Regions from separate parts of the Mus musculus genome. Here region 1 is linked to region 2. The links are chromatin contacts, called in public promoter capture Hi-C maps. All regions are on one chromosome and are shown on one strand. Each heading gives the region's core, a stretch centred on a gene start, on an enhancer-like site or on the middle of the called end of the contact. The rest is flanking DNA. Distances are from core to core; before and after follow the strand shown. Region 1 overlaps Uhrf1bp1 (UHRF1 (ICBP90) binding protein 1). Region 2 overlaps Anks1 (ankyrin repeat and SAM domain containing 1).

Region 1 (7,225 bases), core at 3,328-5,827, 140 kb before region 2:
CTCCTGAGCCACAGATTGAGGCTTTTACTCTCCTCCCTCCAGGTTTTAACATTTAAGGAAATAACTTGGCAGACCCTCCGAGTTGAGGCAGACGCCATAGAAAATGGTGATCAGGACCCAGTTACCACCCCACTGAGGCTCATTACCAACCAAGGCCGCATCCAGATAGCCCTCAAGAGAAGAGTGAGTGAGTTCCCCGTGCCAGGAAACTTGTGGAAGTTGGTATTGTGCCACTGTCCTCATGGCCTCTCCATTGTGGGAGAAGCTTCTGTCGTCCTGTTCCGGTACTTTCAGAAACCGGTTTCCACCCGTATTACGTACACACCGGCCTGAGCATCTCTGGGCCGGCTGGTGCTTTTGGTAAATCAAGTAAACCTGAGGCCTTGTGTAAGAAGTCAGCTGGCTTGCCAAAGTGCTTGATGGTCCTCTTCACCTGGAAGGTGAAGGCTGTCAGGAATGGCAGCACGGTCACTTTGAGGCCTTGGAAGACACAAGGACCTAAACTGTGTTCTCTGTGACCCCTCAGACCAAAGACTGCAATGTGGTCGCCTCCAAGTTGACCTTCCTCCTGGACGACCTGCTCTGGGTGCTGACGGACTCACAGCTCAAGGCGATGATGAAGTACGCCGAGTCGCTGAGTGAGGCCATGGAGAAGTCTGCCCAGCAGAGAAAGAGCCTGGCTCCTGAGTCTGTGCAGGTGAGAGGCACACTAGGCATCTGCCTGGGCTGGGGAGGCAGGTGGTTAGCCCGGATTTGTGCCGGTGTTGGGGGAATGGAGGCCTTTTTTGGCTTGCTTATAGGGTTCACCACATGTGGAGTTGCTTGGGCCTGTCTCACTCATTTGGTCTGCTCACTGTGTTCCCCCGTGTGTCAGATGGAGGGCTAGCCTCGGCTCACTGTGTTCCCCCGTGTGTCAGATGGGGAGCTAGCCTCTGCTCACTGGGTTCCCCTATGTGTCTGATGGGGGGCTAGCCTCTGCTCACTGGGTTCCTCCGTGTGTCAGTTAGAGGGATAGCCTCTGCTCACTGGGTTCCCCTGTATGTCAGATTTGGGGCTAGCTTCTGCTCACTGGGTTCCCCTGTGTGTCAGATGGGGGGCTAGCCTCTGGAGGGAGGAAGTGGCATGAACCTCTGGTCCCTGCCCTTGGGACATCACATGTCTTGGAAGATAGACAGTTGACAAGTTGCTCATGTGTACTGTGGCTGCTGCTGTAACAGGAAACCCCCGTGCGCTGAGAGCACAGAGGAGAGAGAGCACTGCCCACCAGGACGACGGTGCACTTAGCGAGGATAGTCTAGAGGAGGTGACTGAGGGCAACTGAGGCCTGAGGACACAGTCATTAGACTTGGTGCGGGTGGGCTGTTGGGGTTTGAGTTTCTTTCTCAGGAGAGTGCTCAGTGAGACACTAGGCAGCAGTGTCACTAGACAGAGATGGAAGGGGTGTATTACATCATGGTTTTACTCCTGTGGACCTAAGCTTATAGAAAGCGTCAAAAGGAACCTCTCAGAGCTTGGACATGACGCCTGTGTGTCTGTTTGTCTGCATGTCTGCTTGCCTGTCTTTTTTCCTCTCTTTCTCTCTCTTTCTCTCTCTCTCTCTCTCTTTCACCTTATTATTATTATTGTATGTCCGTTGGTGGTTTTGCTGTACGCATGTTTATATGAGGGCATTGGATCCCTTTGGAACTGGAGTGTTATCCACAGGAGTGTTCACAGACAGGTGTGAGCCACCCCGTGGGTGCTGGGAATCGGCCAGTGCTATCAACCAGCGAGCCACCTCTCCAGCCCCTGATGGACGTCCTTCTCTCTGTCACAAGTAGACCACTCCACCCGCTCCCAGTGCTCAGCAGACTTGGGCCCAGGCATTCGGTGGCAGCCAGGGCAGCAGCAGCAGCAGTCGTCTCAGCCAGTATTTTGAGAAATTTGACGTGAAGGAGTCTTCCTACCACCTCCTCATCTCCCGCCTGGACCTGCACATCTGCGATGACAGCCAGTCCCGAGAGCCAGGTATGAAGAGGCCTGTGCCCAGCTGCTCGGCCCATCCACCACTGTCGGTCTTGGGCAGAGCCTCGGATGAAGGCTCTTCTGACCGACACTGCCCTCTAGCCTTCAGCCTTCAGTTAGCACCCAGAATCTGGGCACTGCTTAGGACCCAGCCCTTCTGGGATAGCTCTGTGTCAGTGGGAGGAGAGCTCTCCAGCCTTTAGAGTATGCTGGAGCCAGCAGTCACACAGTACACACAGCAGGTCCTTTCCCACCATGCGGATGCAGAGCTTCATGGCCAGAGCCCGACCAGCGTGACCCTTACCTCCCAAGGTCTCCAAATGCTGGTGTTTGCTAGAGGTTGAGAACCACTGGCGAGGATTTTAGGAAAAATAAATTGAGTCTAGGAGACCTCAGCAGATTTGTCTCTTCATTAGAGCTGAGGAGTGAACACAGACCTTGTATGTATCCAGACAGACGGTGTTGTGCCCCCAGCTCCACCCAGAACCAGAATGTTCAGAGTTGAGTCATTTTAGTACTGTGTTGTGATTGTCAGATGTGGTGGCACACAGCTTTAATCCCAGCACTCAGGAGGCAGCGGCAGGCGGATCTCCATGAGTTCAATGCCAGCCTGGTCTACACAGAGGAACCCTGTCTCAAAACCTCCCCCATTTATATATACTGTATTTATATGTGTAGAGAGGTTATGTTGTATTAGTGATAAAATAGTATCACACGTGTATTATATTTATTCAGAACGATTGACGTTTTTCTATTTTTTTTTTTTTTTGGCAGATTTTTTTTTATTAGATTTTTTCTTTATACACATTTCAAATGCTATCCCGAAAGAAAGTTCCCTATACCTTCCCTCTGCCCTGCTCCCCTACCCACCCACTCCCGCTACCTGGCCCTGGCGTTCCCCTGTACCGGGGCATATAAAGTTTGCAAGACCAAGGGGCCTCTCTTCCCAATGATGGCCGACTAGACCATCTTTTGATACATATGCAGCTAGAGACATGAGCTCTGGGGGGTACTGGTTAGTTCATATTGTTGTTCCTCCTATAGGGTTGCAGATCCCTTCAGCTCCTTGGGTACTTTCTCTAGCTCCTCCATTGGGGGCCCTGTGATCCATCAGTAGCTGACTGTGAGCATCCACTTCTGGATTGACTTTTTTCTTTATGATCCCCGCAGAGACCAGTAACCTTTCACTTACCTTCTTTGACTGTCCTTGGGTAGGAAATAAGTGAAGTCAGCCTGTCCCCATTTACTGCAGCCATTGTCAGGCTCCAGGGCGATGCTGCACTGGCTCAGGGGACCTGGAGTATGGTTTTGACTCCCTGCTTACCCAGTCAGCGCTGTCCCTTTCCCTTTCCCTTGCGGTTTTACGTGCTCACCTGTGTCAGCCCTTTCTCTTCTGTACGCCGCTAGCTGTGGGCTGGGCTGCATTTGCTATTCGCCTCTTACCTACTTGCGTTGGTGGTGCTGAGGGTTGAACCCCTCACTTCGTGAGCGCTGTGCGGTGCTGGACCGCCAAGCCCAGCCACAGCTGCTGTATATTTACCTCTTGTAATGAGACCAGGATTCGCTTTCGGGGACAGACAGTGCCTGCCCTTTGTCTTTTCCACCAAGCAGCATGCCTGGTAGTTGACTCCTCCTCGCTCTTGCAGAAACTCCACCTCCACTTGAGCAACGACAGTGTAAACCTGGCTTTTCCACTGGAGGAAGCGATTATTAGAACAGCTATTGTGTAGTAATTTCTTCCCAGTGTTGCCTAGGGCCTTGGAGTGGTGGTGAATGCCTTTAATCCTGGATGGGTCCCTTGAGTCTGAGGCCAGCCTGGGCCACACTGTGCGCTCGCTGGTGGTGTGATGCAACCGTGATCCTATTGCTCTGGATGGTGTGGCAGAAGTATTGCCATGAGTTTGAGGCCAGCTTGTGCCACATGACAAGACCCTGTCTCAAGAACACCCTTCCTCCAAATAAAAAGAGCACACTTTTGCTGTTGTATGGGTTATAAGTGTAGCTGTTGGGAGGTAGAGGCAGGAGGATCAGGAGTTCAAGGTCACTCCTGGCTGTATGAGTATGAGTAGTATGAGACTAACCTGAGATTAATGAGTCCTTCACTAAAAAGCAATGAAACTCCACAAAGCATTATCAGTGATGATAGGTTTAGATTTAACTTCAATACTAATAGCTTTAAAGCAGCTCATTTAACAGTTATTATTGTTTCTTATTCATGAGTTGAACAAAGGAATCTTTACGTATTCTTTTTAGTATATAAAGGACAGATACAGGCTCATCAGTTAAGGACACTGGTTACTCTTGCAGGAGGATCAGGGTTCAGCCCGCAGAGGGCTTCCTAGTGGTTTGGGCGATGCTCGGGTTTCTCTACTCCTCCAGCGCTGTTCACCTGTGTCTCTCTCTCATAGGTGTCTCTGCAAACAGACTCACGGGTGGTGCTATGCAGCTCACCTTCCGCAGGATGGCGTTTGACTACTACCCCTTCCATCGGGCAGGTTAGAGAAACTTCACGTGTTCTAGCATGGCCCTGGACATTTGAGGACAGAGTTCTGGCTTCAGACCAAGGACATTGCTGCATGTGCTTAGAGGGTGCTTGGAATTTTTCTGAGATGACATCTCTAACCCTGGGTGGTGTCTAAGCCCCTCAGGGTCAGTGGGTTTAAAAGCTCTAGTAGTCCAGAGCCAGAAGTGGCCCCTTCCTCGAGCCCCCTAGGGAGTGAGAGCTGCATGTGGAGCTTGGAAGGGCATGGTAATTCTGAATTTTGACTAGGGCACTGGACTGTGGTCCTGGGCTGAAATCATGTTCTTCTCCATCCCCTAGGTGACAGCTGTAAACACTGGGTGCGGCACTGTGAGGCCATGGAAACCCGAGGCCACTGGGCCCAGCAACTGGTGACAGAGTTTCAGAGTCGGGTGGAGAAGCAGTGTGAGGGGGGCAGTGTGAAGCCCCCGTGGCTGTTGGGGGTGGACCCTCCCTTCCGGAGGAAAGCAGGTAGGTTTTCGCACCCCCACCCCAGGAGTCTACTTGCTCAGCCTTTTGCTGACCAGCTTTAAGTAGCTGGTGGAGGTGAAGCACTGTCTCTTGGCCCCAGCTGCTCTAGTGTGATGCCTGTGACCCTGTCTTCTGGAGCCCCCTCTGTCAGTAGCCGTTGTCTCAAGCTTACCCAGCCGGTCACTGAGCTCCCACCCAGCGGTTTGGCTCCCTTTGCCTTTTCGTGCCATTACTGACCCTGGTTTACCTTCTCGATTTTATTAATAATGAGCAACGAATGTATCTACTTCCTTTTCCTTTTTATTTAGATTCTTTCTCTAGTCCTGGAAAGACCCCTCTGGACAAAAGCCCTACTCAGGGCCGGCAGGCTGCCTTTGGGGCTCCAGCATGGAATCGCTTACGCTCTAGCTGCCTGGTTGTACGAGTAGATGACTTGGACATCCACCAGGTGAGGACATGGGGACACTGGGGTGTAGGGTGTTGAGGAATAACATGAACCAAGATGTAGAACCCACGACTTGTTAGCCTCATTCCTAAAGAGGTGGCCAGTTGGCCAGTTGCTGTTGAGCATGGCCTCTGAGAGAGGCCTTGGCATGTTCTCGGAGTGTTGATTACAGCCTCCTGCTGAAATGAGCTTGGACTGGCTACATGGGACCCATCCCCAAACCAAACAGCAGAGCGGCTGGGGGACAGTGCAGAGCGCACGTGACAGTGCCTGGCATGTGCTTGGGAGCCTCCCCTCAGGGGAGGACGTTGTTGTGAGTGTGGTGACACAGGCTCACAGTGACTTGTGGTTACTCAGGTTTCCACAGCTGGACAGCCAAGTAAGAAGCCGTCCACTCTGCTCTCCTGCAGCCGCAAGCGCCACCACCTCCCGCCTCAGGTGGCTGCCATCCACGTACAGTTCACAGAGTATTACTTCCCGGATAATCAGGAGCTTCCGGGTAAGCTGGGCTGCCATTTCCTCTGGTGCTGCTCTTCACCTTTGTCCACATTGAGGCCACTGTATATGGTCTCACTTGTGGCGAGTCAGTTTTGTTGAAGTTAAAACTGCCCTGGGGTGAGGGAGGTGGAGGCAGGAGGATCAGAAGTTGATAGTCTCTCCAGGTTGTCCATGGCTACATGTGAGTGTGAGGGCAGCCTGGAGTCTGTGAGACCCCATCTCAAAAGCAGAACAAGGAAAGCCATGCCGTGTGCAGGGCTCCGGTGTTTTTACTTTTGGGCTAGTGCAGCTTGCTGGTCTGTGAGTGTCTAGCTGCCGCCTTGTACGTGACGTTCTGTTTTCTCTGCTTCCAGTTCCCTGTCCCAATCTCTACATCCAGTTAAACGGGCTGACGTTTACCGTGGATCCTGTCAGCTTGCTTTGGGGAAACCTCTTTTGTCTAGATTTATACCGAAGCTTGGAGCAGTTTAAAGCCATCTATAAGCTGGAAGCTTCGAGGGGAAGAGATGAGCACGTGGACGTCCGACTGGACGCATTCTGGTTGAAGGTAGGGCCAGAGCTGGGCTTTGTCACGTGTGGGGAGACACAGCTACATCCCCTCCAAGGTGGTGAGCTGTAGTTCTGCTGTGTCCACTTGGCAGAAGCAGGAAAATTGGCTTCAGATGCCCTGTGCTTGCTGGCATGGCCTTAACTGTGTCTCGCTCGCTCTCTGAAGGTGAGCTTCCCCCTGGAGACGAGAGAGCTGGCGAAGCTGCATCGCCCCCAGGCGCTGGTCCTCTCCACGTCCTCCATGATTGCCACCAATACCCGGCATGCCCCGAACTGCACTCGCCCAGACCTCCAAAGTCTCTTCCGGGGATTCGCTGCCACCGAGTTCTTTCGTTGTAGCTACGGTCACTTTCCCCAGGTGGCAGGGGGCTTCAGCCTTCTGCACATGCTCTTCCTGCACCATGCTTTCCAGATGGACTCCCTCCCTCCTCAGAGGCTGGCCGCATCCCAGGATCTTTGGTCCCTGCATTTCACCCAGATCTCCTTGGACTTTGAAGGCACAGAAAACTTCAGAGGCCATACCCTGAATTTTGTGGCTCCCTTCCCCTTGTCCATTTGGGCCTGCCTTCCTCTCCGCTGGCAGCAAGCCCAGGCACGACGGCTCCTTTTGGCTTCGGAAGGGAGGCTAAAACAGTCAGCCAGCTTTGGCAGTCCTGTGCACTCTGAAGCCCTTGCCCCTGAGTCTGTGTCCCATCAGAGGTCAAAGACAGAGCGAGATTTGAAGAGCCTCTCAGGCT
Region 2 (7,215 bases), core at 3,782-6,281:
GCACTGTGTGTGTTGGTCTTGTTTGTGTGTCCAAGGCCTGCCTTCCCAGCCAGGTCAGGCCTCTCTGAGGTAGAAGGCATGCTTACAAGCCCTCAAGCCTCCCAGCCCTCAGAGGCCATTTGGATATCACAGTCAGCCTGGTCTACAGAGTGAGGTCCAAGACAGCCAGGGCTACACAGAGAGACCCTGGCTCAAAAATACAAGCAAGCAAACAAACAAAATAAAAAAGGAAGGAAGGAGAAATCTATCAAAGCCTGGAAGGACAGGAGGGGGGCTCGATGTCCTCAGTCCTTAAAATGCAACAGCCCCGCTAAAGCTCTCAGGTCCGAGCCACCAGAGGCCTTGCCACAGGCCCTGGCCTGGATTGGAGTCTTGCCTCTGGAGGGCACTGCATTTTGAATTTGCTTTTTCATTCCCCAGCAGTAAGTAGGCACACAGAAAGGTCCTGTTTCAGGAGACCCTGCTTTGTGATGTCATAGGTTTGCTCCTCCTCCTCCACTTTAAAGTGTAGGCTGTTTTACTCAGACATGCAGGCTGGAGAAGAGGAGCTTGTCTGTCTAAGTCCTCGTTGCTGTACTATTTAGCCAAGGTCTCATTCTGTAGCCCTAGCTGGGCTGGAACTCAGGACAATCCTCCTGCCTCAGCCTCCAGAGTCCTGGGATTAAAGCTGTACATTCAGCTCAATAGGTTTCAATCCAACTCCATTCTCTGTTCTTTAGTTATAAATAAAACAGTTGACATTTCTACACAGAGGGAGCACAGGAACCCCTTGGTGAAGTCACCATGTGCTATACACATACAGCTCTTTCTGCTTTCAGGGACCCACATACAAGTGCAGAGCAGAGCTCAGTTTGGCAGGGTCAGAGTGCACAAAGCAAGGGAATGACGGCATTCCTGGGTCAGACCAGCCTTGGAGACATTCTTCCTGCGTTTGGAAGCACCTGCACTCCAGCCAGGTCTGTGCTGTGCCCTGGATTTGCTTAGTTTAGACCATTTTTTGTTTTTCGTTTTTGTTTGTTTGTTTGTTTGTTTTTTAATTGTCCTAACTAAAATATGTTCCAAGCCAAGTATAGTGGTGCATGTCTTTAATCCCAGTACTTAGGAGGCAGAGGCGAGAGGATCTCTGTGAGTTCAGCCTGGTCTGTATAGTGAGTTCCAGAATAGCCAGAGCTACATAATGAGACCATGTCTTGAAGGAAAAAAGTAAGAGAGAGAGAGAACTAAAGAGAGAAGTGGGGGCGGTGGATAGACAGACAGACAGACAGACAGACAGACAGACAGACAAGACCAATCCATCTAGAAAAGGGAATGAAGCATCACAAATCTGACCTGAGATTGTCAGAGGCTAACAAAGCCACAAAACTGAGTCCAAAGAGCTTCTGCTTGGACATCTGCCCACGTAGAGCTGTGGGTGACAGGTGTGACCTTGCAAGGCCACATCGAAAGCTTAGCCTTGATTTCTGTGAATCCTGGCATCACAGCCAAAGCACACACGCTGAGACTTAGGCTGGTATTTAAAACATAAGCAAGCAGTTCAATGAGACAGGCCATTGTGAGCCCGAGGGACCGGTTGCTATGTGAGGGGTGGAACAGGTTGGCTTAGGAACACTCTCCCTGAGTAACAGGCAGACTAGTGAGCAAGCAAGCGTGCGCTGGCTGGCCTCCCTGGAGCCCTGTTCTCGGCCAGCCTCACTGGCGGCTGACCAGGCTGGGACAGGACCCTTTACGTTATCAACAGGTATTTATGGATGCCATCTGTGTGTTAGCTGTGCAGGGTGCCTGCAGCTAGGGGATGGGGCTGAAGGACAACTCTTCCAAGAGCTTGCTGGGATGCAGGGGCCGTTCCTGATGCTGCAGGAAGAGCTTTGAGAGCAGAGCCGTTGAAAAAGCGCAGGGCTTGTCTCAGTGAGTTTCCCGATTTGATTTAGGTTTTGTGTGTTAGTTCAACAAGAATAGCTTTCTGGGTTTCTTATTTATTTAAGGCTGAAAATGTGTCAGAAGAGGATGGGACTCATGTTGGTCTGCTCTGAGGACTCTATCCTGATACCACAGCAGCGTTAGGTCTTAGAGTATGTTCATTACGACAGAATTCTTCCCTACCTGAAGCCTGGCTGCTCAGCACCCAAGGCTAGCTCTCCTGGGCCCGTCAGAAAGAGCCACCCTTCTATCTCTTCTCAGGCCCACAGACTGCTGTCATCCACGGGTGTCCCTCTGAATAAAACAGAAAAAGACAAGAGTCTTCCCTGTGCATTTCCTGTGGGGCCTGCGAGGTTAGGGCCTGGTGGCGTGTGCAGCACCAGCCTTCACTGAGCTCTGTGTCCAGATGCCCTTCACAGGTGGCCGCTCTGTCCCTCTGCACTCCTGCCTGCTCTGCATTCCAAGCGGGAGGGCTCATTTAAAGCCTGCTTGAGGCTAGCACAGCATTTCCAGCTCCAGTGCGTAGCCTGGTTTCCCTTCCTGGGTGCTGTGATTAACTGTCATAACATACCAGGGGAGTGCCAATTAAGAGCATGATCCCACGCCGGGTGCTTCTGCATTGTAGGCTGCCATTGGGTGTGGCACCGTCTCACCTTGGTAACACCTTTAATTGGCATTCACTGAACCGTGTTGGACTCTGACTAGCCGGAGGGAGGGTCCTTGGGCTCAGACGCTGGCAGTCCTCGACTGTCCTTGGCCTGCCCGCCATTGTGCTTGGCTGGTTGCAACAAGACAGGGTGTTTGTGCAGCTTTGCTTTGTGAGCACCACAGCTGGAAGAACAAGGAGGCAACCTCGGAGCCTCACCTGGCCTTTGACAAAGCCACATGATGGCACAGGCAGGCACTTGTAGAGTACATGAGTAAGCCCCAGACTCCTGGGACATCTGCCCGAGTAGAGTTGGCATACGCTCTCACTGTACAAACCCAGCGTGGGCCCATGCCTGGCACATAGGATGAGGCAGTGCCACCTGTTTGTGTACGTGGGTCACCCTGTGCTGTCACCGATGGCAGCTCAGCCTGCAGTTCTGCCTGCTTGTGAGCGTCGGTGAAGCGCCGTAGCCTACAGAGGCGCCATGGGAAGTGCTCTTGCTGCTTCTCAGCAGTCTGGCTCTGACCAGCCCTCTGAAAGTTCTCGTGCTCCCCAGTGTGTGAGGAGCCTGTTTCAGATGCTTGGAATGCAAGCATGGGCTTCCTTAACACTGGTAATCAAGGAAGGTTCAATGCAAGTTTTAGCTAACACGTTTATAAGTGTGTGGCTGGTTTTGCGCCAATGAGGCAACAACAACAAATGAGGCAAACGAAAGTAGTTCACACATGTGGCTGCAGCGAGTGTTCCAAGCAAGTCACATTCTCCTTGTAAACTCTCCTTCTCCCACCTCGCCCAGGCTTTGGGTGTCTGCTGGCTGCCCTGCTGCTGGGGAGGTTCATACACACCTTATGATACTGACTGCACGTGGCATTTGGTCCTAGTTCTCCTCTGAGCACCTGTCTTGGGTTGAGATCTCCCAAAGCAGAAATTAAGTGCAAACTGCCTCTTTGGAGGTGACTTCAGTGGGTGCTGGTGGGAGCTGAGGAGAGGGACATCCTGGGCTGCAGGGCACAGACCTTCTTAAACTCTGAGGTGCAGCTAGAGCTGAAGATTGCAGCGTGAGCTGCTCCCCTGCTGGGAGGCAGGACAGGTCACTGATACTCAAGGCTGCCACTCCCAGGAGCTACAGGGCTTACAGTTGCCAGCGCTGAATGCGAGAGGCTATGGGGAACCCCTCAGCGACCTGCTTCCCCGTGCGGCCTCTGCCGTCCTGTGTGCCGCCCCTGGGGTCTTCAGAGCATGGACACTGCTCTGTGCAGAGGAAGGCTTGCTGCAGGCAGCACAGGGGCTGAGGTAGCCTGGGAGCAGGAGGGGCTGTGTGCTGTGAGGACAGACGGGCCCTCAGAGTCAGCCAGGGAGAATGGGCTTCTGTGAGTAAAGACGCAGAATTGAGTGGAGGAAACAGCTGACAACAGGTCCCTTTTCTCAGGACCCATGAAGGGAGAGAGGCCCTGGGTGACAGTGACAGTGGGGTCAGAGGCCCTGGGTGACATTCAGGTAGATGCAGAGCAGGTACTTCAGCAGATTCTCATCACCAGGTCTGTTTCCCCTAAGCTCAGGCCAAACCCGTGTCAACAACGATGGTTGTCATGCCACCCGATTGGGAGGGAAAGGAGACCGGCTCAGGATGGGGGCAGGACCCCAGCACTGTGCGTGCCTGCCAGGCTGAGGAAGATGGAGACTTCCTTCCAACTCGAGCAGCTGGGCCACAGAAGGAGAGAACTGAGGCTCTGTTATGTCTGACCTCGCCAGTGTTTGGGCTCGGTTGGCCTTTCTTTATAAAAAGAAAGGCACAGTCGAGTCAACATTTTCCTCGTCTAAATGTTTTACTTTGGAATAGTTGTATATTCACAGGAAGTTACAGAAATAGTTCTAAGTGGTCCTGTGTTTGGTACCATTCCCTAGTTTCTGGCTGTGGGGTAATATTGCATAGCGGATACAAACCCACCATAGCAGCATCCTGCTCCAAGCGCTGGATCTCCAGAGGTCTCCCTCAGCCAGCCTGTGCCGTGAAAAGCCCATACTCCTAACATTCCATTCCTCCAGTTAACTGGAGACATGGTGGGTCTCGGCAGACTACAGGGTCATTGTCTCCCAGGTGAGCTGGGGCACACTGGGCCCTGGCTGGAGGCCCCTGTGTTAGAGACAGGTGTGTTCTTCATCTGTTTTGGAGCCTAGAGAAGCCCCTCTCAAGGGCTCTCCTCCCAGCCTGTGGATACCATATCCCCTTGGCAAAGGCCGACCTCAGTGCCACACACTTTCTCCACCTTAGAGGCCAGACTCTAGCATCTGAGTTACAGGGACACTATCCAGGGCACCTTCACCAAGGACAGCTTCATATCTGCCACTCCTCACAGAGTGGGGGAGCGCAGAGTTGGCGAAGGCAGGAAGCAAGGCTGAGGCAGTGTCCTGCCTGGCTCGGTTATTTCTGAGTTACCTTTGGATTTCTGTCTGCTGCACTGACTGACCTAGAGACTCACAGGGCCCCTGCCCCGCCCCTGTAGGAGGGAGCCTGCACCAGCCATTCTCTATTGCTCCCACTTCTGGGAGAGTCTAGAAGTTCCATGCGTCACAGTTTTGACTAGAGCTGTCTTGTTTATTTTCACCCCTTTAGGAGCATATTTGAGAGTATGATGTGTGCAAATAGCCTGAGCCCAGAGTATAGGGAACTCTTTCAGCCTACACACACACCCTGACAGCCCACTCACAGACATGCACAGGGGCGTCTCAGAAGCCACCGCAGTTAAGAGCAGAGCTGGGAAACCCAGACTAGGCCCTGGGCCAGACCTCTCTGGGATCCTTTGTCTGTGTTTAACCCAACAGGCACCTGCCCCAGTCTTCCCTCCATTCCTGTTGCCCAGAGCTCGGGAAGGAGCAACAGACCTGGCTGTGGTTTTGCCGCATCTGACTGAAAGAAGCATGCAGTCCCCTTCTGAGTCTTTATTGATTATTGTAACAGGAGTGGGAGACACCGAGATTGGCAGAAGTCCAATGAGTAACCAGAAGCGTGTGCTTATAAAATTAGGAGGAGTACTAAGGTCTTACTGTCCTGGGTCTTACTCCGGCGTTAATAAGCCGGGTCTTTCTTGGCTCCTCTGGCAGACAGCCTCTCAGAGGTGGAAGCACCCACTCCTTGTCTGAAGAGCCTAGACACACAGAGACCCGGCCTTGGCACTGAGCCATGCTTAGAGAACCACTGGGCTTGGCAGGGCTGCTGAGGCTGGCCAGCATTTGCAGCAGATAGGTGAGGCAGCCTAAAGAACTCCCTGCACAAAGGTGTCAGACTAGCTAGGTGGCAAGGCATCTTTCCTGCCCTTCCATGGCTCCCACCGTGCAGCTCCGTGACCATGAGCCCCACAGGGGTCTCAGAGCCTTTCTAGGGTTCTGTTCATGTGCTTGTCTGCGTGCTTCTTTGATAATGGGGAACTTACCCCGCTGTCCCATGTGGCTCCCCACACACAGAGCGGCCAGTGCATCTGGGTTTCTGTGTTCCCCATACAGGAATGTGCTCTCCTGGCCTCTGTCCTGTGGCCTCCCATTCCCTCCCCAGTCAAATGACCTCTGACCCTGAGCTGCAGCCCAGGAGCACTGGAGACAAACATTTTGCTCCTGTACTCCTAGGAACCCTGTGTTCTGTAGAAACATTGGTAGAGCCCGTATCACTTTATTTAGGGTAGTGGTGGTGGTGTAAGGAACAGGGGCAGGGCGTTTGGGTGGCGGGGTGGACATCGGTTCCTGCCAGGGAAATCATGAAGGACCCGCTGTGCTGGTGTGCTTCTTGGAATCTAAGACTTCTCTTTTTTTCCTTTTCTTTCCCTGAGTCCCAAGAGGAAAGGTCCCAGTTGTTGTAGATGCCACGTACTCGTACTCTCAGGGTGAGCCACTATTTGTCTCCTCCCCTTTCCTCTTTAGGAAAAGAGGAAACCCCTAAGATTACCATGCCTAAGACCCAGTTAGGTTTAACCTCACAAAAGGCTAATACACGACCTTTCCATTCTGTATCAAGTCGCCCAGGGTCCAGTCCTAGCAGGAGCAGCAGTGAGACATGGAGGAAAATCTTCAGAGGCCAGTGAGTGTCTGGGGCCAAGCCTCGCTTATGCTTGACCTTCCCATGTGCAGCCAGGCCACCTCTGCTGCGAGAAGTCCCTGCAGTAACCCTGGGTGCAGGACTAGTGAGTGTGTACTGCACATAAGCTTGCATGCATCTCATCTCGCTGCCTGCATGACGGGTCTTGGCTCCCATGCATGGATCAGGCTTAGGTGAGTCATGGCTAGCTGAAAGCTGAAAAGGCCAGCCTTGCTCTGACTGCAGAAGCCTTGCTCTGACTGCATCAGGGGAGAGTGGAGACCTGGCCAGTCCTAAAAGGCATTACAGAATGAGGACGGGATGATTCCAGAGGATCAGAGGCTTGCCCGGTCTAGCCTGTGACCCTCAGTGGTAGGAGACAGGTGGGCAGGACAGATCATCGGGGAGCATCGTCGTATCTTCCAAAACCAGACTTCTTGCTTTTGCCCTGTTGCTGAGAAGTCTCATGTGTGGAGACAGACCTACCTTCAGGGGACATAAGGGTGTCATTCCTATGGGTTCTTGTATTCCTGGCGGGTCAAAGGTCAGACTGGGCACAAGTTAGCTCCTACCTCCTAGCTTA

Evidence for each region. Capture Hi-C pulls out chosen DNA fragments and counts their contacts.
Region 1: a contact with region 2 is called in a promoter capture Hi-C map of adipose tissue. The contact joins two enhancer-like sites. A contact is called at or near these places in 2 of 39 promoter capture datasets (embryonic stem cells and trophoblast stem cells), 2 of 484 Hi-C or Micro-C datasets (bone marrow-derived macrophages and embryonic stem cells), 5 of 115 datasets of contacts at active chromatin or transcription factors (the HPC-7 cell line, acute myeloid leukemia, embryonic basal ganglia and 1 more) and 2 of 9 other capture datasets (adipose tissue and liver).

What each region holds. Positions count from the first base shown.
Region 1 is chr17:27,879,609-27,886,833 of GRCm38.p6, forward strand. It overlaps Uhrf1bp1 (UHRF1 (ICBP90) binding protein 1), which reads left to right. Exons shown (of 21, transcript NM_001080769.1): 6 at 43-183; 7 at 527-697; 8 at 1,821-2,007; 9 at 4,413-4,499; 10 at 4,826-4,996; 11 at 5,305-5,444; 12 at 5,799-5,940; 13 at 6,293-6,486; 14 at 6,655-7,225. Among named protein-coding and RNA genes, the nearest start is that of Taf11, 25 kb to the right of the region's middle. Within about 2 kb of position 4,578, at least 4 of the 459 cell types and tissues checked have an H3K27ac peak or open chromatin away from gene starts, as enhancers often do. A contact at or near this core is called in adipose tissue, where this site is marked.
Region 2 is chr17:28,020,565-28,027,779 of GRCm38.p6, forward strand. The region is part of intron 12 of Anks1 (ankyrin repeat and SAM domain containing 1); the gene reads left to right. Among named protein-coding and RNA genes, the nearest start is that of Gm35290, 17 kb to the left of the region's middle. Within about 2 kb of position 5,032, at least 73 of the 459 cell types and tissues checked have an H3K27ac peak or open chromatin away from gene starts, as enhancers often do. A contact at or near this core is called in adipose tissue, where this site is marked.